2 separate regions of the Sus scrofa genome follow, and region 2 is linked to region 1. The links are chromatin contacts, called in public Hi-C maps. All regions are on one chromosome and are shown on one strand. The core of a region is the stretch at or near the end of the contact, and the rest is flanking DNA. Distances in the headings are between cores, read along the strand shown.

Evidence for each region. A called contact is a pair of places that touch in the nucleus more often than the background predicts.
Region 2: a contact with region 1 is called in a Hi-C map of embryonic fibroblasts, with 2.8 times the contacts expected there. The contact joins two enhancer-like sites. A contact is called at or near these places in 1 of 47 Hi-C or Micro-C datasets (embryonic fibroblasts) and 2 of 2 datasets of contacts at active chromatin or transcription factors (alveolar macrophages and skeletal muscle).

Annotation. Positions count from the first base shown.
Region 1 is chr16:3,717,331-3,724,460 of Sscrofa11.1, forward strand. It overlaps TRIO (triple functional domain protein), which reads left to right. Exons shown (of 56, transcript XM_021077142.1): 6 at 1,146-1,337. Among named protein-coding and RNA genes, the nearest start is that of TRIO, 30 kb to the left of the region's middle. Within about 2 kb of position 2,506, at least 12 of the 83 cell types and tissues checked have an H3K27ac peak or open chromatin away from gene starts, as enhancers often do. A contact at or near this core is called in embryonic fibroblasts, where this site is marked.
Region 2 is chr16:3,577,075-3,584,618 of Sscrofa11.1, forward strand. No RefSeq gene overlaps it. Among named protein-coding and RNA genes, the nearest start is that of TRIO, 110 kb to the right of the region's middle. Within about 2 kb of position 1,612, at least 22 of the 83 cell types and tissues checked have an H3K27ac peak or open chromatin away from gene starts, as enhancers often do. A contact at or near this core is called in embryonic fibroblasts, where this site is marked.

The DNA of each region.
Region 1 (7,130 bases), core at 1,256-3,755:
AAAGTACCTCCGAGGCTGGAGTCTGTGGCTCTCTAATCCCAGATAAAGGTGACTCCATCTAGTTTGGATTTGGGTCAGAAATGGAGGAAAAGAAATGAAGCTACAGAGAAAGACTGGACCAGCGTGTTCTTTAGGACACTTTCTTGAGTGGGCTGCAGACCAGGTGACAGTGACGAGGTTTAGGCAGGGCTCTGAGTGGGAGGCAGTGGGAGGTTGGCCCAGAGGACCACAGGGGAGGAGAGGGAGGAAAAATGTAGAGGCCTTGGGGCAGGTTGGGAAGTTAGATATGATTTAGGGGCAAGAGTGGGAGGAAGCAAAGATGAGTCTGTGATCTGGGGAGACCCATTACCAGGTGCAGTGCTGTGATGTCCGTAGTAATAATAATAATAGTAATAATAGTGATACTACCTGAGGGACAACAACCTGCGATTTGTTGAAGGTATGCATTTGCTATAATAGGAACTTTAAAGAAGAACTTCTCTTACAAGAAAAATGCTTTTGCACCCTTATTTTTGCAATAAACTAATGGAGTTGAAGACAGTGATGTCAACAGAGTGGAAAAGCTTAATTTAAAGTTTGAACGCAGCATTGTTTTCTTCATAGCCCAGTTCACATTCCTTGGTGAATGTGGATCCATTTACAGAAGATTTTTTGTTGGCACCAGCAAGATGACTTGGGCTTATATAGAAAGAAGAGATTGTTTTCATACAAAATAGCCTTTGGTTGCTAAGTACATAGTTTGTGGTCTCTGGGTTCCAGTTACAAACTGCAGTGGTGGGTCCCCAAAGTTCTGGGTGACTGCTTACCATCTGGGCCCTTTTCAGGCTCTGAGGCCAAGACGTGAGTCACAGACCTTCGTGCGCACTCGCATCTGTGTGCCACTGCTCCGTGCCTGCCTCTCTCTCAGCTGGTTGAGTTGTAGGTTTGCATTTAAAAATAGAAACTGAAACTCCTACTTGGAGTTTACGGAAATCCAAACAGCAAAACAGGTGTCCTGGGACCCGCCAGGTGATTCTGCTGTTAAAATGTAACTTTTAAGTTCCCAGGCTGTTTCTGAAAGCGCCCCCCCCCCCCACCACCACGTTCTTGGAAAGACGCCCCTTGTGGGCCTTCGCCCGACCAGCCCTCTCTCCTTCCTTTCGCAGAACGTGTACGTGAACATCAACCGCATCATGTCGGTGGCCAACCGCCTGGTGGAGTCGGGCCACTACGCCTCCCAGCAGATCAAGCAGATCGCCAACCAGCTGGAGCAGGAGTGGAAGGCGTTCGCCGCGGCCCTGGACGAGCGCAGCACCTTGCTGGACATGTCCTCTGTCTTCCACCAGAAGGCTGAGAAGGTCAGTGCCTGCTCCGGTCCCAACCCCGACCCCTCCTCCTCCAGCCCCTCCCAGCCTGGGGCAGGTCCCCACCCGCTGTGCAACCTCAGAACTTACCCCACCTCTCTGTTCCTTACTTTCCTCATTCGCGAAGTGGACATGAAGGGATCTACCCAAGGGGCTGTTTGATGGTGTGAAGGAGGTAATCATATTGGGTGCCTGGCACGGTGCCTTCTGTACAGTAGGTGCCATAAATGCCCTCTACTCCCACTCCTCTTCTCCCTCATGGTCATCACCTGAGAATTCCAGTCAGGATACTTTGGTGTGAGTAACGGAGTGCCAGACTCTGGGGGTTGGCTCTTCTCACAGAACAGAAAGTTGCGAAGTATAGGGGGTTCCAGCCGCATGGAGCTGTCGGGGCTGGGGGGCTCCTGGCCTGGCTTGGCCTTTCCCTGTGGTTGGGTCACAGGTGGATGCTGCAGCCCTAGCGCCAAGGCCCTCAGCCTCTTCTCCTGTCACTTTCTCAGGGCAACATGATTTGCAGAAGGTCCCTCCAGCCCAGCAGGCTTCCCCCCGGTCCCCTTTGCCAGGAGTGGGGTGCACAGGAGGGAAAGTGGGAAAGGGCAGGGCTAGGATTTCCGCCTCCCCAGCAGTGAGCAGGCTCTGCCAGCAAGGGCTGGGCTGGAAAAATGGTTTTTGGGTCAGTGGTCTGCAAGGTCTCTCACAGTTGTTAGATTACTGTACGCATTTGGACCTCACATTGGCTTCATCTGCTGATGGTCTGGTCATGATACCTTATCTCAGAGGTAACACTCCCCACACTCCAGACAGGTTAACCTGCCCGAATGAACGCAGCAAAGGAAAGTGAACTGCTTGTGTCTCAGAAGCTAGTGGTGGAGGCCAGGCAGTAAAACACCTTGTCAAGATGTGGAGGAAGAAGGCTCAGGAACGTTTAGCCACTAGGAAGGCATGTGGGAAGGAGACACATGGTTACCTTAAGTTACAGGAAAAACACTGGTAGAGCTTCCTCAGGGATAATTTTTTTGGGAAAAAAAACTTACATTCATAGGGATTTGCACTGATGCTTCTAAAACAGAAATAGTATCCTTTTAATCTAGAAACAGTCTCCGCTGAGGCAGCGAGGGAGGGCAGGATCTTAGCAAGGCAGCTGGAATGTTGCATGAGATGCTAATCAGTAGTGATCTCAGCTCCAGAAACCTTTAAAGTATGAAGCAAGAGAGGAAACAGAGTGGGATAGAAAGAGGAAAAAATCTTAATAGCCTCATGTGAAAGCTGTGAGTGGGGATTTAAGTTTTAGTGGTAAGATTTTTCTGCTTACTAATCTAATGAATTTAACTAGTTTTATGATAAAGGAGAAACAAGAGCCCCCCCACAAAACCAGTTTGTTTTAAAGTAGCAGGAGCCCTCTTCAGCACAGAGCACTGTCAACACTTCTCTGTGGCTGCCTCTGGTCCCTGTCATTGTCCAGGTGATGTTGCTCCCTGGATATTACCATGGGTGGGAGATGAGCCATGCGGCCCTGGCTGCTCAGGTGCGGTTTGGAGTGGTAGCATAGTATGGGTACAGCAGCCCCCAGGGCTTGGAGGTGTGTCACTTGGCAGGGGGCCCCCAGAGAGGTAAGTTAAGATGATGTGAATACATTTGCAATAGGGGAAAAAAATAAAGAGGAGTTTCCGTTGCAGCTCAGCAGATTAAGAACCTCACTAGTATCCATGAGGATGTGGGCTTGATCCCTGGCCTTGCTCAGTAGGTTAAGGATCCGGCCTTGCTGCATGCAGGGCTGCAGCATAGGTCGCAGTTGCGGCTCGGGTCCAGTGTTGCTGTGTGTGTGGCTTGCCTGGCAACTGCAGCTCCAATTCATCCCCTAGCCTAGGAACTTCCTTATTCCACAGGTGCAGCCCTAAAAAGGAATAAAAAAAAAAAAAAGTTTGCAATAGCGCTAGCTGCTGAGGGGAGTGATGGACAGTCTGAAACAAAGTAACACGTAGGGAAAATCTCTCATAATGGCAGGATTCAGAATTACAAATGAACCCAGAAGATTAATTGCTGCTCTGAACTGCCTGAAAATAATGTAGAAATGTGAGTGCCATGGGGTGTTTTCCACTAATGTTTTATTATCAAAAATTTTAAACAGCAGCAAAGTTGGAAGAGCCTGGTGGGTTTTATTTGGATAAAATGAATGGTGGTAATTTATGGATTTGAAGGAAACTCAGTTGGATGAATCTGTGAACAGAATTTCCTGGGATCCTGAGTGAGCTCTAACGGCGCATGTGGTCCCCGTACACATCAGGGGCCAGAGACGCCAGTATAGCCTTAGAGGCAGAGTGGCCTTCTGGGGAAGGCTCACATCTCAGAGGGACTCTGACTGAGGCAGTCCGCCTGTGCCAGGCAGCTGAAGCATGCAGAGGGGACAGCTTCGGAAAGCACTCTCTTCCCTCAGGTTCAAGTGTGTATCTCCCCCTCCACTGAGTTTCAGATGCAGCAAAGAAGATCACACCTAGTAAGTAGTTGACTTGTCCAGCAGAGGAATCTCCAAATAGGTCAACTCCGTCCCCTCCTCCCCTTTTTGGTGTAATACTATTTTATTAACACTTAAAACTTCACTGACAATGCTGGCCATGCCTTATGCTCAGATTCTTGAAATAAAGACATGTGGACAGAGCTTTAAGGGTGCAGTGTGAAACACAGCATAAAATACTAACAAAACTTAAGGAGTGGTATAATAACTATACCTCTGTACACAGGTATAGGGACAAGCCCTCCAAGGGGAAGAAAAGCTCAGGACTGAACAGAGGTCCTTGGTTAGTGACAGAATCTCCCCTTGACTTCAGACATAGGACAGACGAAGGAGTCTGTCAGTTTACAAAAACCCCTGACTTCAGGACCGGTAGTAACAGGATTGGAAAGAGCCAGTTGAAGGTTGTGGGGGCCAGTCTGAAACGAGCTAGGTTAGCTGGAGGCCGCTGCAGCTCACGTCCAGGATCTGTAGCGGTCTAGAGACAGTGGTTAGTGCAGTCCTCTGAAATTGCTGGTCTCCAAACAAGTTTCAAAGATGCTTTTCCCAAACAGAGGGTCCTCTCTTTTTTAAAAATTTAAACAACTTAAGCTGTTTTCATAAACTCAGTAGGGAAAGACTGGACCTTGGACATCATAGCACAGGTTTCCATCATACCACCTCCTTGAACCTCATCCAGAGTTCTCTTGAAGAGTCTGGTTAGGGGGACGGAGTGTCAACTTTGTGCCCTGTGTCTAATGGCCTTACTAAAGGAAGCAGCCGGCCTGGAAGGATGGGAGCTCTGGCTTGGCAGGTGTGCGCGCCTGGCACCCAGCCTGCTCCTCTGTGTCTGAGGGTTTCTTGTGTTGTATTCCCTTGTCGTCTTATAAACTGGATGAGAACGACATTGCATAGACCATGCCTTCCAAAGATGTCTTGGCCATTCATGCTCCTGCACCCTCCTCCAGTGGGGGCGTGTGTGGGATCAGAACTTCATTTTGCAGATCTGGAGACATGACCACACTGTTAGTGATTTTACAGGCAGACGGTGTTTAGGGCTTCAGCCTCCAGCTTTTTTGATCATGTGTTATATCCCTTTGTATTAAGAAGCTTCCACAGTAAATTGCATTAGAATTACCTTTTTATAAATCAGAGAATTTAAAGTGACTTGATTTTTACTACACCTTAAAATCTCCAGTTTTTGCTATTTAAAAAATTATTAGGAGTTCCCATCATGGCTCAGCAGAGACGAATCCGACTAGGAACCATGAGGTTGTGGGTTTGATCCCTGGCCTCGATCCGTGGGTTAAGGATGTGGCATTACCGTGAGCTGTGGTGTAGGTTGCAGACGCGGCTTGGATCTGGCATTGCTGTGGCTCTGGCGTAGGCCAGCAGCAACAGCTCCGATTAGTCCCCTAACCTGGGAACCTCCATATGCCGTGGATGCGGCCCTCAAAAGACAAAAGACAAAAAAAATTGTTAGAGCTGCACTGTCCCGAATGGTAGCCAGTCACCACATGTGGTTATTGAAGTTACACAAAGTTAAATAAAATTTATTAATAAAACAATTTAAAAATAGAATTAAATTGAAGTTCCCGTTGTGACTCAGCAGGTTAAGAACCTGACATAGTATCCGCGAGGATGTGGGTTAGATCCCTGGCCTTGCTCAGTGGATTAAGGATTCGGCATTGCCACAGGCTACAGCATAGGTCACAGATTCAGCTCAGGTTCGGTGTTGCCATGGCTGTGGTATATAGACCGTAGCTGCAGCTCTGATTTGACTCCTAGCCCAGAAACTTCCATATGCCGCAAGGTACATCCCTAAAAAGAAAAAATTTTTTTTTTTAATTTGAGAAATAAAAAATATAATTAAATTAAATTTCACATCCTTCGTTACGGTGTCCACATTTCAGATGCTCAGCAACAGGGTGTGGAACTATCTTGGGTGACGTGGATAGATATTTCCATGACTGCAGGAAGTTCTGTGAATGCTAATTGAGGTGTACCTTCACCGTGAGCCATAAATATGATCACCTCATTTTATCCATGACTGTAAGGGCCCATATAATCTGATAATAGCCAAGAACAAAATAACAACCAGTATTTTTATGGCTCTTTAACGTTTACAGAGCTCTTCAACACAAAATCTCATTTCATCCTTATATCAGCCCAGTGAGGTAGATGGGGCTGGTGGTGGCATTGCCCTTATGTTCTGTTCCAGGAGCGATTTGCCCCGTCTGGGACTTTCATCCTTGTACATGACAGTCTTTTGTTTGTAATGTAATAGCACACTGTTTCACAAAGCACTTGCATTAATTTTCTTATAAAATTTCACTTTCCCTAAAAGATTTTAGAAGTAACATTTATTGTAACTATGTCATAGTTATCATCTGGATAATTTTATCATAAGCCTGTGTTGAAATTTATAGGAAAATAATATGGATACTGCTTTAATATTCCTTTTTGAGTTTCTAAGGCAAATAATACAATGTAATTGTGTTCCCATTTTAATGTCGCTTCACTTTATTGAAAGCATAGGTTATTGGTTTGCAATTATTGGTTTGCAGTAAAACAAAAACAAGATGCTTGTGTAATGGAAAGGAATATATATGTATGTATACACAATCTCGATTTTTTTTTTTTTTTTTTTTGGTCTTTTTGTCCTTTTAGGGCCGCACCTGCAGCATATGGATGTTCCCAGGCTAGGGGTCTAATCAGAGCTACAGCTGCTGACCTGTGCCAGAGCCATAGCAACACTAGATTGGAGCCGCATCTGCGACCTACACCACAGCTCATGGCAACACCAGATCCTTAACCCACTGATCGAGGCCAGGGATTGAACCTGCAAACTCATGGTTCCTAGTCGGATTTGTTTCCGCCGCGTCATGACGGGAACTCCTGTACACTCTTGATTTGAATTCGCAGAGAAGCGTTGAATTCCCTTGCACCCTCCTGCCTCTATCCCCAGGCGGGCCACGTGCTGTGTGTTCACATATCTAGGTCTACATTGGAACATTTAAAGCATCAGAGACTAAGCTGGTGCTCTGGTCAGAGCACAGCAGCCACTTTCTGTTGTCATCCTTCATGAAGTATCAGGCTATGTGCTGGACATGTTCCCCAAACCGTATTTGTTAAGATGGTGAGGTGTGTGTGTGTGTGTGTGTTGGGGGGGATGCCGTAGACTGGTCACAGTGGTTTTTGAACAGACATACCAGCATTCCCCCACCTTCCCATATTCACAGTGCACATATCATATCAAAAGGCTTTAGGAGGTTCTATTTTATAGGTACCTGTTGAAC
Region 2 (7,544 bases), core at 362-2,861, 140 kb before region 1:
CTTTAATTTGGAACATTTCTCCAGTTTGTCTCTTTCATTACCCAGATATTTTTGACTACCTCAGCCTGGGCTGTATGATTCCTCCTGAGGAGGTTCAGGCCAGGCATTTCTGCACAAGGGCTGCGTCCTGTTCAGAGCGCCCTGGCAGGGACGCAGCTGTCAGCTGCTCCACTGTGGGGCGTTCATTTGGTCATTTGGTTCCAGTAGTGACTACCAGGTTTCTCCACTGTATATCCCCTTATAATTAGCTTTGCTTTGGGAGATAATTTGAGACTATGTATAGTCCTGTGCCTTTCTTGACTTTTGCTGGTTGCAGTCTCCATTGATGACTTGTGTGATGGTTGCAAAGGGACAATTTTCCTGACTTCATTACTCCTCTATTTCGGTGACTTTCTAATGTAAGGAAGAGCTTTCCTTCTTATTTATATATGTATGGATTTCTCTTTTATTCAGTGGGTTGTAATGCTTTCCTCTCTCTCTCTCTCTTTTTTTTTTTTTGTCTTTTTAGGGCTGTACCTGTGGCATTTGGAGGTTCCCAGGCTAGGGGTCTAATTGGAGCTGTTGCTGCTGGCCTACGCCACAGCAACGCCAGATCCAAGCTGTGTCTGCGTCCTACACCACAGCTCACGGCAATGCCGGATCCTTAACCCTCTGAGCGAGGCCAGGGATTGAACCCGCAACCTCATGGTACCTAGTCGGATTCGTTTCTGCTGCGTCACGACGGGAACTCCCTGCTCTTTTTTTAAAATTTGTTTTTTAGTAAGTATAGTTGATTTACAATGTTGTATCAATTTCTATACAGCAAAATGACAGTTATATAATGTATATATTCCTTTTCTTATCTTCTATCAAAAATATGGAATGCTTCACAAATTTGTGTTTCATCCTCCTGCAGGGGCCGTGCTAATCTCTGTATCGTTCCAATTTTAGTATATGTGCTGCCAAAGTGAACATTGCTCTCATTATTTAGTTTGATGCTCGATTTGTCCAAGATCTGGCCAGTGATGTCCTTCTCGGTTGGCTTCTTTATCTTTTGTGGCTGATCCCCATCATTTTTTGAGAAATTTCTAATTTTCTGACATAATAAGTTGTTCTAGGCTTCTGTTGTCCTCTTCTTACTCCAGCCCTGAAATCAGCTGTTTTTCCAAGGAGCCCTGGTTCATTTTGGCAGAAAACAGTAATAAAACTCAGTCTGGGTGCTAAGGGTGCTTATTGCTATGGGGTGTTTCTTTTAGAACCTCAGGGCACAGAGCTATGAAGCGGGGAGTGTGTGTATACAAACACACATACAGGTATATGCACACACACACACTCAGTGTCACGTACACATGGGTGCTGCCTCTTTGTGCACCCATCAGTAAAGAAAAACTGAGTTTATCCTCATGCCTTCCATGCCAGTCCAGTCTACAGACTGCACTTAAGTCTTGCCTTTCCCAAATGTGTAATTCCTTTCTCTGACTGTGAAGGCTCCTTTTATCCTGTCTTTACTGATTGACTCAGTCCTAAAGAATGCAGAAAGCAGCTTCAAAATGCTAAGCCATACCACTGTGATCAACGAACTTAGATCTTCAAGTTGAAACTGTTCAAATCGGCAGTTAGCGGTCAGCTTCTGTTCAGCTCCGTGCCGTGACACTTAGTCACCCAAGGAAAACAGATGAAGTCATGTGCTGGAACTCCCCTGAGGCGTGTTTAAGAGGCGAGCTGCCAGACTCCAGCGAGAGTCCCCTCACTTTGTGGGGATGTGGAAGCACAAAATTGAAAAATAAGGAATTGCTGAAAAAGAAAGGGAGATTAATTTCTAAAAAGCATGGTTTATAAAGATGATACCTGTTGTGGGAAAAACAGTTTATCATCTCTACCCTCACATACTAATTACTGATAGAGAGGCGGACCAGGGCAAGTGTTGTAGTGAGAACAAGTCACGAGGTGTAAGAGATGGCCTGGGATGGGTGTGTTAGGATGAGGGTGGAGGCGGGTCTTCTCTCAGGAATCCTTCGTGTGCTACGAGTTGGGGAGGAGCTGAGTTCTTTCCAGAAACCACCTGCAGTAAATGTAACACAGCTATGTAGTTTCTATTTTTGCGGGGGATTTCTAAGAGGTGGGTGCATGCACTTAGTTCTAGAAAGCATGGACCACTGGGTGTGGATCTTATGTTACAGGCCAGGTGAATATTTGCTGTTCAGTGTTTTGCTCCATTAAATGAGGACATAGAATGTGGGCCCTTGATTTGAACCCAATTTCATATATTGTGTTCTGTATTTTCTGTGACTGTTCACATGCTTGTTAGATTGTGCTCTGGAAAATTCAGCCTCTGTACTTCTATCGGCCCTTCCTACAACTGGATATTTTAGCAGGAAAGGAGAATCGTATTTACTTCTTAATATTTTAAGGATGAAACCCTTTTGACTGAGAAATTTTGGAGCGTAAAAATCATGACTGCTAGTGGGTCGAGCATTCTGGAGAAAGGCTTTTGGGAGATGAAGATGTTCAGGGATTAGCTAAAAGTGATGGTTGCACAACATTGTGAATATACCAAAACCCACTGAATCGTATACTTTAAAAGTGTGAATTTTATAGTGTGTGAGTTATATATAAACAAAAAATAGTTTTGGCTAAATTGGCAGTATTTCAGATTCTTAAACAGCTTCATCTTTTGAGCGCTTACAGCCACCAGCTGTTTCATTTTCATAGCCCCCTGCAAGGTAGGCAGTGATGTCCAATTTTATACCTGAGGGAGGCGGCTCGGAGAGGTTCTGAACTTCCCGCAGGTTAGTGGCTCTTCGGGATGGACAGGAGGACGCCAAGTGCCCAGTGGTCTTCTCCCAGAGGTAGGCGTCTTGGGCGGAAACGAGGGTTTGCTCACTATGGTTTCTCCTGTGGCGCCATGTGTATCACACTGACAAATGTGACATCATTCAGGGAGCTTTCTACATCCCTTTTTTTGGTGCCAGGGAGAGGAAAAAAGAAAATCACTGTTTTTTAAAGGTGGGCATTATAGGTAAGATCTCACTGGGCTTCAGCTGTGATTTGATGGTATATTTGGTAATTTCCTAGAAAACATTGGATTAACAGTCATGCGGAGAATTTCAGGGCGGCGGGGGGGGGGCAGTCAAAAAGAACGGGCCAGACTTTGTTTCCCAATGGGTAGTGTATTTGGGGACAGTGAAGGGCACACCTGAGATGGTTCAAGCTGATGACGCTTGGTTTCCCTGCTAGCCTTCTGGGAGAGTTGACAGGAGGGTCACCTTGCTGCTATATTCCTGTTGCACATGGCCTGAGCACTAAAAATTGCACCCAGGGTTCTCCTGCTAGTGTGAGTGCTGTATTCTTGAACGTTGGAGGCAGCTCTGCTCACTTGCATACACGACCAGGAGTACGTGTTAGACTCCAAGATAGAAAAACTATGAATTTGCATAAAGTCGCATATGCTCTGTTGCAAGAATTTTCATTGTGCCTGTTTTAGAATTGAGTTGACACTTCATACAGAGTATTTTAGCTTCACTTAGAAGGAGATGTCTCAGGAAGAAGAAGAATTTGTGTGGCTTTGAAATTACTTTTGGGCATGGTCCCTGAAAGAAATGAACTGCTGAAGACTTTTGTTCTTTTGAGGCATTTTGAAACCCTTTCTCCTGATGATATATGTTAAAAACACATAAAGCAGGTTGGGCTTTTGTCTGGTGTGTGGCATACTTGCTAAGGGACCGGAGGTCTGGTGGAACAAGAGCCTTCCTACTGGGTGGTGACCTTTTTATGATGGTTGGTCTGTCTTCTTTGTTTCTCGGTTTCAAATGCCCAGCTCAGAATTACTTAGCACTTGAAGTGGTTTTCATCTTCAAAAGACTTTATGGGCATTATTTAATATACATGGAACTGTGTAATGAATGAGCTGTTTATCCTTTGAGGAGTGTCAATATGCCAGGTGCCGTACAGCTGGAGAAGACAAAAATAATATTCTGGCCAGTGGGAGTTTATCTTCTAAAGAGGCAAGGTGATTAGGCAGATTCTCTCTTCTGGCCTCTTTTAAAACTGTGCTGGGGAATAATGCAGAAATTAAAATTATGAGAGGTGATCACCTAGCTCAAATCCACTTAATTGGAATTGCTCTCAAGGTGAAAATGAAATTTGAGGCACTCGTAGAAAGACCTAGTCATTTATCGCCTATTTATTGATACCTATTTTTCCCTGTGTCACGATGAGGATTTTGGTACAGCTAGGACAGAATCACCTTCAGTTCTCTTTCTCCCACTCCCAGTTCTCCTTTTCTTTACCTGGTGTAGGAATCTTCTTTATAACCAAGGCCACATGTGAATCACAACTGCAGTTTTCTGAGTTTCAGACTGAGTCAGGACATCCACCTTGGCTGGGCCGACCTTAGGGGAAGGTTCTGGACCTGTTGCCCCATCAGCCTCTTAAACCCCTGTTGCACATCTCATGCTGTGTCCATGCTTTTGCCTCTGTCTCTGTGTTTGGTGTTCCCTCTTCTTGGTTTTCCCTACTGACCCAGCTCAAGCATCCCTTCCTTTGGGAAACTGCACCTGTCTGTCGTCTCCCAGCCTTGCTGGTCTTTAGTGGTGGCCTGATACCTTGTATAGGCCATGGTTTGGTGTTGGTTCTTTGGGTCGTGATTGTTTCCCGTGAGTGTGAGCTGCTGGGCCACCGATTCAGGGCAGGCTCCAAGGAGAGGCAAGTAAATGCCTGTTGTGATTTATACCCATGGTTCCTTAACCCAGCCTGTATCAGAAGCTCTGAAAAAGTTTTAGAACGTTACAGAATCTCTAGCAGTTCTCATTTAGCAGTTCCAGAATAGGGCTCTGGAATCTGTATTTTGAAAAAAGCCCAACTGGTAATTCAGATGCACAGCCTTACGGGTAAGTACGTCAGGACCCACCCATGAGTTATGCCAAGGTGCACATGTTGATCTGAGGTTGCGGGGCCATGGCCAGCTTTGGGTAAGGAGTGATGTGTACGCTCTGCAGAACCGTTTCCCTCTCATGATGCTGCCCATTTATGATGGGCCGTCCTTCATGAAGGAGAGGGCGCTGGCTCATTGAGGAGCTCGTCCCCCAGTTTGGCTTTCTGCTGTGGGAACAGACTGAGTGCACAACTGGCCCTCCAGACTCGCATTTGAAGTCACTGTTGCCATAGAAATGTTGTGTAGTGTTGAAGGAGATTAGAGAAATCACATCGTAAATTATCAGGACAGATGGCTCGTAATTTAACACCCTCCTAGCCTATATTCTTTGTACTGGTGCTTGAGAACATTTAAAAATATCAGTTCGTTCTTTGTTTTTCACCTGGAAAAACAGCAGAGTTCATACGATGATTTAAAATTGGGATTGTAGGGAGTTCCTGTTGTGGCTCAGCTGTAATGAACCCGACTAGTATCCATGAGGACGCGGGTTCCATCCCTGGCCTCCCTCAGTGGGTTAAGGATCTGGAGTTGCTGTGAGTTGGCATAGGTCTCAGATGTGGCTCGGCTCCGCATTGCTAAGGTGTAGGCTGGTAGCTGTAGCTCCAGTTCGACCCCTGGCCTGGGAACCTTCCATATGCTGTGGATGCAGCCCTTAAAAAAATAGTAATAAAACGGGGACTGTACATGCCCCATTCACATTATACGGTGGCAGTGATGTGAGGTGGGTAGAACATTTAAAGCATTTTGGGAATGGCCTCTTTACCTCAGCTTTTAGAACTCGTAATTTGCTGCTTCTCCTCCTCCTCCTCCTCCTCCTTTTTTTGGTCCACTTAGAGATTTCATCCTTTCCCTCATTGTTTCGATAGCACTAGTCAGGGATAATTTTTCTCTTCTGGCTTGATAGTAAAAGGAATATTACGTGATCGTGGAGATTCAGGCAAGATACTCTCAAGGTGTTTTAGATGGGATCAGCCATGTGAAGGCTCTTCTCCACAAGATGACGTCTTTGAAACCTTTTCTCTTTTCCTGTTCTAATCTGCGCCTGATCTGCACCTCTTAAAGATCGCATCCCTCTTCAAGGACAGTTATTCTTTGTCTCTCGCAAGGGATTGCAGCTTGACTGGAGTTCTGGAGCTTGCACATGTGTGTGCGTGTATACACACACACACACACACACACACACACTCTCATAATTTACATCATATAAATGAACAGAATGGATATATATCTAAACCAGTTCAAATTAGGAAACAGTAATCCTATTAGTGAAATTTAAAAAAACCAGTAAAGCTTACTTTGCTTTTTAGGTATTTGTACTTACACATGAGAAGATAATTTTTAGATTTTTTTTTTTTTTTTTTCCATTTTTGGCTACCCCACAGCATATTGAGTTCCCCGGCCAGGGATCAGATCCAGGCTGCAGTCTCGACCTAAGCTGAAGCTTCAACAATGACGGATCCTTAACCCATGGTGCCGGACTGGGGTCAAACCTGCTCACCAATGCTCCCAAGACACTGCCAATAGCCTTGCACCACAGTGGGAGATCCAATTTTTAGGTTTTTTTATTCTCGCATTCTTTTTTTTTTTTTTTTCCTTTCTTTTTTGCCTTTCTGCCATCTCTTGGGCCGCCCCTGCAGCACATGGAGGTTCCCAGGCCAGGGGTCCAATCGGAGCTGTAGCCACCAGCCTACGCCAGAGCCACAGCAATGCGGGATCGTCAACCCACCGAGCAAGGGCAGGGATCGAACCCGCAACCTGTTCCCAGTCGGACTCGTCAACCACTGCACCACGACAGGGAACTCCATTCTCGCATTCTCAAATTATTCTGGAGTCTTAACAGGCTGTCCTTATGTACATTTTTATGAGTCTGATTTCTCACGTGTGGTATGCTAACAGTTATTTACAAAAAAAAGTTAACAAGTAAGTTTTCCGGTCTTTAGACAATTCCTGATTTGCTTTTATGTGAAATTGAGTCCAGATATCAGCAGTACAGGGCACTTTTCTTTGAGTCCTTCTCTGCCTGTATAAGTACTTTTTATGAGACTGTGCTCCTTGTACTGATGGTGGTTTCTCCTGCTGCTCAGCGGTGGAACAGGTAGGTCAGTTGTGAACCCAGCTCTGTTGGCTGTAGTAATTGTTCCTTTGGGATGAGTCATTCAGATGACCTAAGTCTTTTGACACCTCTATGTCAGTGCTGGAGAATTAAAAAAAGAAAAAGCTTTGTAATTATATAAAAAAGCATCTGAAAAATAATCTTGTCAGAGGCCTCAGAGCCATTACAGGAGCACAGGGGGAAATGTGGGATTAAGCCCTGATTTCTTTGATAAACATGGTGCCCTACCTGGCAAGGTTGGCTCAACCTCCAGGGAGCTCTTCTGTGGCAGTCTCTTGGCACTGGCTTGAATGAATCAGGATGAAATTGCCCAATTATTGAAGTGGATGGCTTGAGGGAAGGTTTTTGGCTCCTCAAACCACCTGTCACACAAAACTAGTAATGAAGCAAAACTAGTGGTGGAATCTGCCCAGGATCTGATTTGCATCAAGGACAGAAAGGCTCCTGCCACCAAGCCCAGGATCTTGTTTTCCTGAGATAGGTCCCGGAAGATTTGTCAGTGATCTCCCAGCCAGCAGG